Regions from separate parts of the Macaca mulatta genome. Here region 1 is linked to region 2. Evidence: chromatin contacts called from public Micro-C data. All regions are on one chromosome and are shown on one strand. The core of a region is the stretch at or near the end of the contact, and the rest is flanking DNA. Distances in the headings are between cores, read along the strand shown.

Region 1 (4,690 bases), core at 724-3,223, 110 kb after region 2:
TCTTGTCATGGCACCAGTGTCGTTCCTGTCACCCACGGCACCAAGCTTTGCCCTCGTGGCGTTTCTCCCTCGCTCTCAGGCTTTGGCCACATGCGTCGTTGTGCTGCTGCGTCTCGCTGCTAACGGTTCTGCTTTCTGGCGCCTGCAAGAGCAGATCTCGGGTTTTTTTGTTTTGTTTTGTTTTGTTTTGAAACAGGGTCTCTGTTGCCCAGGCTGGAGTGCAGTGGCACCACCTCAGCTCACTGCAACCTCCATCTTCCGGGTTCAAGTGATCCTCCCACCTCAGCCTCCCAAATATGTGGGATTACAGGCATGTGCCACTACACCCGGCTAATTTTTATATATTTAGTAGAGATGGAGTTTTGCCATGTTGGCCAGGCTGGTCTCGAACTCCTGATCTCAGGTGTTCTGCCTGCCTCGGCCTCCCAAAGTGCTGGGATTACAGGCATGAGCCACTGTGCCCGGCCAGATTTCGGTTTTTCTAAGCTGGCCTTCCACCCTCTCCACGCATCTTGCCCACCCAACTCCACGTCACCGACCTTTGTTCCAGCCAGAGTTCTTCTCCCTGTCCACACTGCCATTAAAAAAAAAAAATCGGTTAAAATCCTCCTTCAGGACCCAATTCAAGCACCACCTCTCAGTGCATTCTGATCGTTTGGGAACATAGAAATGTTAAGACCCATTCTTCAAAAATATTTCACGCCTGTGGATGTTAAGGTCACTCTATTTCATTTGTTTCAAACAAAGTGAATGAAATTTCAGAGTTGAATTTTTTTTTTTTTTTTTTTTTTTTGAGACAGAGTCTCGCTCTGTCGCCCAGGCTGGAGTGCAGTGGCCGCATCTCAGCTCACTGCAAGCTCCGCCTCCCGGGTCTACGCCATTCTCCTGCCTCAGCGTCCCGAGTAGCTGGGACTACAGGCGCCCGCCACCTCACCCGGCTAGTTTTTTGTATTTTTTTAGTAGAGACGGGGTTTCACCGTGTTAGCCAGGCTGGTCTCGATCTCCTGACCTTGTGATCTGCCCGTCTCGGCCTCCCAAAGTGCTGGGATTACAGGCTTGAGCCACCGCGCCCGGCCCAGAGTTGAATTTTTTAATCTTCTCAAACTTATTTTTGACTTAGAGCTGTCTCGAATCAAATGGTTTTCATCTGATGGGCAGGGATCTTTCAGACCCTCTCACTTCATGCAGGACACCCCTCGTGGGCTGCTCTAGACCAACCCCAGGTGCTCGAGGCTTGGGGCAGGAGAGATTCCTTTGTTTCTGTAGGACCCCTTTTTGGGGAGGACATTTTCCTGTTTCCTCACATGTCCCTGTTCCCTCTCCTTGTCCCCAGTTTATTCAGCAGACGTGTTTTCATCATCAAACAGATGCCAGGCTTGCTCCTAGTCCCGGGAACACAGTCACGAGATGGTGGCCCCATCTGAAGGGAGACGGGCTGGCGCAGAGGGTGGGGTGCCTGTCCCGGGGGTCCCCTAGAAGCAGTGCAGTGGACAGAGACTTCTCAGAGGAAGGGAGCGGGGTCTGTCACAGATGGGTGCTTCAGAAAGATCACACCTGAGCAGCGCGGAGGATGTGTGTGGGTGTCAGTGGGAAACTGGGCAGGTAGAATCAGAGGTGTTCAGGAATCACTCCTACCCTTTGCAGGAACTGTGCTAAATATTGCAGGCTTTAAAATTAAGACATAGGCTTATGTTGAAATATGGCTGAAACGTAAGATGGGTTAACGAATGAGTAAAAGGTGGATGAACAGATGTGTATGTGATCAAGCAGATGGAGCGCATTGCTCGTGGTCAAATCTGGGTGTTGAAATGGGTGTTCACTGTAGAATTCTTTCAGTTTTCCTAGATGCTTGAAATTTTTCAAAATAAAATATTGAGAAAAACATTTGTGCAAGACCTGCCCTTGAGGCATTTACAGCTGCAGGCCTTGAGGAGTTTCTTTGGTTCCTGACGGGCTGTGTGTTTGCACAAATAGACGCGCTTCTTGTTACCTGGCTCCGTGGCTCCCCCTAGGGCATTGTTTTCTTATTCACGTTAGTTCAGTGTCCAATTCTAATTGGAAAATTGTTTTTTCTAGGTTTATTTATGAAACAGAGCATCATAATGGCATAGCAGAGTTACTGGAAATATTGGGAAGGTAAGCCTCTGTGTTATGGGTAGCAAACGGCTGTGGATGGAATTTATACCAGAGTGATCCATTTCATTGAGTTCGGCTGCCCCCTTTAAAGCAAGGCAGTTTAAACCATTCTCTAAAAGAACTCAAATAAAATTTCACTTAGAGCAGGAGTTGGTGAGCTCTTAGATTAGAACATGCCAAATGACAACTCTCTCCCATTTTTATGGGTTCTGTACGTAGATTCTGCTTCGTATACCTCAATATCATTACTATGGAAACAATTCCGGTTATTTCCTCAAGAGCAATGTTAAAAATAGTTACCTAAGAAGGTTTATATTAGAAGCTTGGAAGAATAGATTGTGCATTTGGGGTATCATGTAAATGCTAATATTTTCAATTACTTTGGGTTTTTATATGTATATTTATAAAATAATTAACATTTCAAAACTTTCATCATCTTTATCCAAGTAAAGTTTTTACTCGCCTTTTTTTTTTTTTTTTTTTTTTCTTTTTCTTTTTGAGACTCTTGCTCTGGCGCCCAGGCTCGAGTGCAGTGGTGCCATCTCAGCTCACTGCAGTCTCCGCTTCCCTGGTTCAAACGATTCTGCTGCCTCAGCCTCCCAAGTAGCTGGGACTACAGGTGCCCGCCACCATGCCTGGCTAATTTTTGTATTTTTAGTGGAGATGGCGTTTTTCCTTGTTGCCCAGGCTGGTCTCGAACTCCTGGCCTCAGGTGATCTGCCCGCGTCACCTCCCAAAGTGCTGGGATTACAGGCATGAGCCACCAGGCCTGGCCACTTTTATTTAATTGATAACGCGTAGATTTTATATTAGACCTTCTAACCCACTGTTTGCCAGAGTCCTCAGGGTCCCATGGCTAGTAAGTGTGGAAGTGCTTTTCCCTGCACCTTTGTAGGGCAGTAGTGTAGATGGGCAGCTCAGGGTTCTCGGGAGTCTGTGGTGGAGAAGCCTGGCGCTCTGGGTGGACCTGGTGACTCCCTGCAGCTCCTGAGCACAAGACTCTCTTCTCACAGTGGATCAGGTCCCGCCCAGTAGTTCTGAGAAAAGCTATTCTTGCCATTTTAGATGTAATTTGAAAAAATGTCCTCGTTGACAATTCTACTTTTAGTTTAGACAAACTTGGGTGGGGTTTCTCCTCAGTGCAGTGCAGTGAGTGGTGAAGAGGATGCTTGCAAGATGTGTGACTGTGGGCAGGTACTTCTATAAGCTGGGAGAATCGTCGCATTTGCCTCCGAGGTTGTTGCAGGGACCAGAGCACTGTATGACGTGTGTTCCACAGCCCGCCACGCTGCGTGCATAGGGCCCCTGAGTGTGTAGGGCCCCCGTGCAGCTCCCACCGAGAAACTGATTAGTTGTATCTTTCTTCCAGAAGAGGTTGAGCCTGCGGGTGACCCTGTGAGTGAGCACACCCTCCTTGATGGGCCGCTCCAGGCTCGCCCTTCCCGCATTGCCCGCTATGCCGAGCAGAGTGAATAATGGAAGACTAAGTTAGAGACAGCTCTGTCTACTTCTGCAGCTCAGTGACAGTCACTTCCGTTTGCCTAATCACAAAACCAAGACAATAAACTAGTTGTTTGAGACAAAAACTTTGCTTTGGAGGCTCTAGGTAGGACCACCTTTTCATGCACAAGAGAACAGCTTTCTAACTGATTTTTGTTTTTGTTTTTGTTGTTTTGTTTTTCTTTTTGTGTGTGAGACAGAGTCTAGCTCTGTCACCCAGGCTGGAGCGCAGTGGCTGGATCTCAGCTCCCCGCAAACTCCGCCTCCCAGGTCCAAGCAATTCTCTGCCTCAGCCTCCCAAGTAGCTGGGATTACAGGAGCCCGCCACCACACCTGGCTAATTTTTTGTGTTTTTAGTAGAGACGGGCTTTCACCATCTTGGCCAGGCTGGTCTTGAATTCCTGACCTCAGGTGATCCGCCCACCTCAGATTCCCAAAATGCTGGGATTACAGGTGTGAGCCACCGCGCCTGGCCCTGATTTTTAACCAGCCCTCATCCAGTGTCCACGGGTCTCTGTTACCAGCATTAGAATAACGTATCTGAATTACTCCAGGCAGCAAGAATTCCTACAGATGGATAAGGCTGAGGGAAGGTGCTGGGTGGGGGGTCCCGCGTGAACTGTCCCGTCTTCCTGGCCTGTTTAGGGAGGAAGATTTTGCCACCAGGAGCTCCTGCTGTTCTGGGTAACACCTGTTAACCCAGAGTTTTTAAATCATGTAGTTACAAGGATAAAAATAAATATGCTTCCTCATAGGCATTTAATATTTTTAAACTTTTTGCTGGTATCCTCTTTTTTCTGATACACACACATATGTATATATATAGAGAAAGAATCCTCGGATTTCCCTTGTAGACTGTTGCGGGGACCGGAGCGCTATATAAAGTGTTCCACAGACCCCTGTATAGGAGCTCACTATACTACCCAGGCTAGGGAACAGTGGCGCTTCACAGGTGTGATTATGGCACACTACAGCCTTGAACTCTGGGCTCAGATGATCCTCCCACCTCAGCCTCCCAAATTAGCTGGGGCACAGGTGCATGGCAACATGCTTG
Region 2 (4,515 bases), core at 1,540-4,039:
TCCCATTCTGTGGGTTGTCTTTTCACTTTCTTAATAGTGTCCTCTGCACAAAAATGTTTAATTTTTATGAAGTCTGGTTCATCTGTTTTCTTTTTAGTTGCTCACGCCTTTGGTGTCATAGCTAAGGAACCATTGTCAAATCCAGGGTCATGAAGCTTTACCTTTGTATTCTTCTAAGAGTTGTGTGGTTTCAGCTCTTCTGTTTAGGTTTGTGATCCATGTTGAATTAGATTTTTTCCTGTGGTGTGAGGGGGGATCCAACTTCATTCTTGTCCATGTGGCTCTCCATTTGTCCCAGCATCATTTGTTAAAGAGACTGTTCTTTCCCCAGTGAATGGGCTTGGCTCTCAATTGTATTCTATCAGTCTGTATGTCTATCCTTATGCCAGTATCATACTACCTTGAGCCAAATGCACTTTTAAAAGATCTGAGGCTGGGTGCAGTGGCTCACCACACCTGTAATCCTAGCACTTTGGGAGGCCACAGTGGGAAGATTGAGCTCAGGAGTTCAAGACCAGCCTGGACAACGTAGTGAGACCTTGTCTCTACAAAAAACACAAAAATTAGCCAGACATGGTGGCGAGTGCCTGTAGACTAAGCTACTCAGGAGGCTGAAGGAGGAGAATCACTTGAGCCCAGCAGGTTGAAGCTGCAGTGAGCCATGGTTGTGCCACTGTACTCCAGCCTGAGTGACAGACAGACCCTGTCTCAAAAAAAAAAAAAAAAAAAAAATTAAAAATAAATAAAATGTCTGAAAAGACATACAAAACTAGGTTTTGTCTGGGAGGACAAGTAGTTTGGTATTGCTGGAACATCAAGTGTGCATGGAAGTGGTTGTGTGAAGGCTGGAATTAAGGACCTGAGAGACGGTGACTGTGTGAAGGAGATGCAGCAAGCTCTGGAGCCTCCTGAGTGTTGCCAGATAACGGGGACATGAGATGTGTCCGTGCTCTCAACAAGCTCAGAATCTCTTTGTAGAAGCAGACATGGGATTCCAAGCCTGACGTAAGTGTAAGGGAACCCTCCTAAGAACACTGAGGAGATTGTGGGGCCTGACTGCATGTGTGAGGAGTGGGGAACACGTTAAAGAGAATGGCGTTTGAGCTAGAGCTGAAGGCTGAGTAGATCAAAAGCTTTGTGTGGGGGTGAGAGTTTGGAAACGGGAAGAGGGCATTTCATGCTGGAGAAACAGGCATTGAAACAGGGCAGGGTCAGAAGACATTTGAGAATCTGAGAGTGGCCCAGCATTCCTGAAATAAAGGAGAGACTCATCTCTTCCATACATTGAGAGATGAGTCCTGGAAAAATAAGTGTAGGGGAGACAGCAGCCGAGCTCAACCCCATGCTTTGGGGTTTGAACTTTCTCCTGCAGGCAGTGGGGAGCCGCTGGCATCTCGTGAGCAGGGCAGTAGTCTGATGGACCTTTAGAAAAGTCAGTCCGGTAACCATATGAAAATATGATCGGAGGCAGCTGTGGTCACCACTGTACCACCAACACTGAAAATATGATTGGGAGAAAGATGAGGGAAGGTGTTCTGATTGTCTGGTCTACAGGAGCTGGGGTTAATGCAGGGCGGAATAACGTGTTCATTTGGACTATTTTCACATACACAGTAGTCGAGGGAATCATATAGGGAAGCCCCAGGTCCCTGTTGCCCAGCCTTGGCCGTCATCCACATGCAACCCGGCTTGCTTGTCTTATCCAGGCCTCCTCCTCCACGGGCACGGCCCTCTTCCCACACTACATTATTTTGAAGCAAATCTCAGTCATCATATTTTATTTGTAAGTCCCACCTGTGGTGTCCTTCAGCAAGGACTCTAAGAACCAGAACGTGATTGTCACACCTAAGAATATTAACTGCAATTGCTTAGTCTCAGGAGTAAGCATTAAATCTCCCCTCCCCTCCTCCCTTTTTCAGTTGGTTGGTTTGAGTCCTGAATTGAATTGAGTCCTGAGATCCAAATCAGGCACATACATTACACTAGGTTGTGATATGTGCTGGTTCCTCCTCTCCTTCTTCTCCCTGAAATTTAATTGTTAAATCAGGTTGTTCCCATACATTTGAGGGATATGATAGTCAACCAAGGGTGATTTTGCCCCCCAAGGGACATTTGGCAATGTTTGGAGACGTTCTTAGTTGTCACCGCTTGGTGGGGGGCGCTGCTTGCATGTAAGGGTCAGAGCCCACAGCGGAGGCTCACCTGGGCTGAAGTGTGGTGGCGCGACTGCCGGGTGCTGCGGGGAGGACAGCTCCTGCCATTCCCCCACGTTCCCTGCGTGCAGATCGCATCCCTGTTGGTTCACACACTCCCCTCTCTCTTGTATTTTCCTAAGAACTGGTGGTTAGACCTCAGGGCTTGATCAGATTCAGGCTGGACTTTCCGGCATTAAAAATACTTCTTAAGTGGCGTATCACTTAGTCCTTAGCACATAAGTGGTGGCAGTTTGTTCCGTTTGATAAAATTGCAGAGAGGGAGGATTTTGAGAGGCACTGGAGCATGGACTTGCGCGGGTGTGGGGGGTAAGGGGGAGTTGGGGCCCAGCATTTGGCTCAACCCCAGACCCAGAGTCCAGGGACTGAGGCTCGGGCTTGGCCGCAGCACTGACTGGGTGATTTCAGGCGCTCACCCCACAGCCTGAGCCCTGCTTTCCTCTCTGTAAGCTAAGGATGCACCAGCTCGGCCTGAACCATGGAAAAACGCCGGGCAGCCGCTCCCCAGCCTTCCTCCCTAGCTGTCTCCCTCAAGCTGCAGGTGCCTTGCATTGCCGCCACCGGAGGAGTCTGTAGTTTTAGTTTTACGGGACATCCGAGGAGCAGGGAGGGAGCCGGGTGTCGGGGCTGCGGCAGGGTCCCCTCCGGGCTGTCCACGAACCAGCGGTGTTGGTGGTGTCTGACACCCAGGAGGAGGGCTTGTTTACAGCCACCGTGTTTCCCGGGACCCTGGCTTCTGTCCTCTGCCCAGGGACCCCTTCAGACCTTCCCCACCCTCCCAAGCCTCAACCCGCCCTGCGTCTCCCGGTGGCACAGCGACCTTGGCGGCTTTGGCCCCTGAGCCGCTAGGCTGCCGGGCGCACCCGTGTGGGCTCCCGCCGGGCCCTCCTGCCGCCCCCCAGCCGCCCCGCCCCTGTCCTAGCTAGCCTGCGCCTTCCTGGGCGCCTGACGCACCCCTCTGCCCCAACCACGTTTTCTCGAGTGTCGTCTGTCGCGGCCTTCCAAGGAGACCCTCAGCTCCCCCCCGGCCGCCTCCAGAACCTCCGGCATGGGCCCCAGGACGCGGTCCCGCCTCGCCCCGGAGCCCGAAGGAGGGGAGCCGGCCCCCCGGGGAAGAAGCGGAGGATGCGGATCTGGCCTCCTGCGCTGCGCCTCCAACCCTCTGCTTGGCCACGCGCGAACCGCGCTCTCCCGTTTCCTTTCCGTCCCGTCTCGGGGGCTTCGTCCTCTCGCCGTGGCCGTGGCCAGGCGTCCCGGAGCGGCACCCAGGATCCCGCCCCAGCACCCGCTCCCTCTCGCACCCTCGTCTGCGCCCACCCGCCCTGGGCAGCTGCTCCCAAGGGAGCCCCTCGCCCTCCCTCTCTCCTTCCCTCCTTCCCTCCATTCTTCTCTCCCTGTGTTCCTCCTTCCCTCTCTCTCTCCTTCCCTCCCTCCCTCTCTCCCACTTCTTTCTTTCTCCCTCTTGCCACTCCCTCTCTCCCCACCCTTTCTTACCCCCCGTTTCTCTCCCCCTACCCCTCCTTCTCTCTCCTCTCTTTCTCCCCATCCCTCTCCCTCTCTCCCCCCTTTCTCCCCCTCCCCCTCACCCCCTTTCTCTTTCTCCCCCCCCCCGTCTCCCCTCTCTTTCTCCCCCTCCCACTCCCTCTCTTTCCCCTTTCTCTCCCTTTCTCCCTCCCCTCTCTCTCCTCTCTGTTTCTCCCCCCCTTCCCCTCCCTCTTTCTCCCCCTTCCCCCCTCCCCCTTTCTTTCTCCCCCTTCACCTCCCTCTCTCCCCCCTCTCTCTTTCTCCCCCCCCACTTTCTGCTTTTTCTTTCTCCACCTTCCTCTCTCTCCCCCTCTCTCTTTCTCCCCCTTCCCCTCCCTCTCTCCTCCCTCTCTTTCTCCCCCTCCCCGCTTCCCCTCCCTCTCTCTTTTTCCTCCTCCCCCTTCTCTCCCCCTCCCCCTCTCTCTTTCTCCCCCTCTCTCTCTCCCCCTTCTCTCCCCCCCTCCCCTCCCTCTCTCCCCCTCTCTGTCTTTCTCCCCCTCTCCCCTCCCCCTTTCCCCCTGTCTCTTTTCTCCCCCTCCCCCTCCCTCTCTCCTCTTCTCTCTTTCTCCCCCTCCCCCTTTCCTCTCTATCCCCTCTTTTTCCCCCTCCCCCTTCCTCTCTCCTCCTCTCTTTCTGCCCCTCCCCCTCCCTTTCTCCCCCGTCCCCCTCCCTCTCTCCCCCTTTTTCTCTCTTTGTCCCCTCCCTCTCTCCCCCCTCCTTTCTCCCCCTCCTCCTCCCTCTCTCCCCCCTCTCTCTCTTTCTCTACCTCCCCCCTCCC

What was found. A called contact is a pair of places that touch in the nucleus more often than the background predicts.
Region 1: a contact with region 2 is called in a Micro-C map of CD4 T cells, with 6 times the contacts expected there. The contact joins two enhancer-like sites. A contact is called at or near these places in 4 of 14 Hi-C or Micro-C datasets (CD4 T cells, blood, cortical neurons and 1 more).

What each region holds. Positions count from the first base shown.
Region 1 is chr7:175,236,243-175,240,932 of T2T-MMU8v2.0, forward strand. PPP2R5C (protein phosphatase 2 regulatory subunit B'gamma) reads left to right here. Exons shown (of 15, transcript XM_015144500.3): 8 at 2,077-2,136. Among named protein-coding and RNA genes, the nearest start is that of DYNC1H1, 77 kb to the right of the region's middle. Within about 2 kb of position 1,974, at least 5 of the 40 cell types and tissues checked have an H3K27ac peak or open chromatin away from gene starts, as enhancers often do. A contact at or near this core is called in CD4 T cells, where this site is marked.
Region 2 is chr7:175,125,007-175,129,521 of T2T-MMU8v2.0, forward strand. All of the region lies in intron 2 of PPP2R5C (protein phosphatase 2 regulatory subunit B'gamma), which reads left to right. Among named protein-coding and RNA genes, the nearest start is that of PPP2R5C, 20 kb to the left of the region's middle. Within about 2 kb of position 2,790, at least 7 of the 40 cell types and tissues checked have an H3K27ac peak or open chromatin away from gene starts, as enhancers often do. A contact at or near this core is called in CD4 T cells, where this site is marked.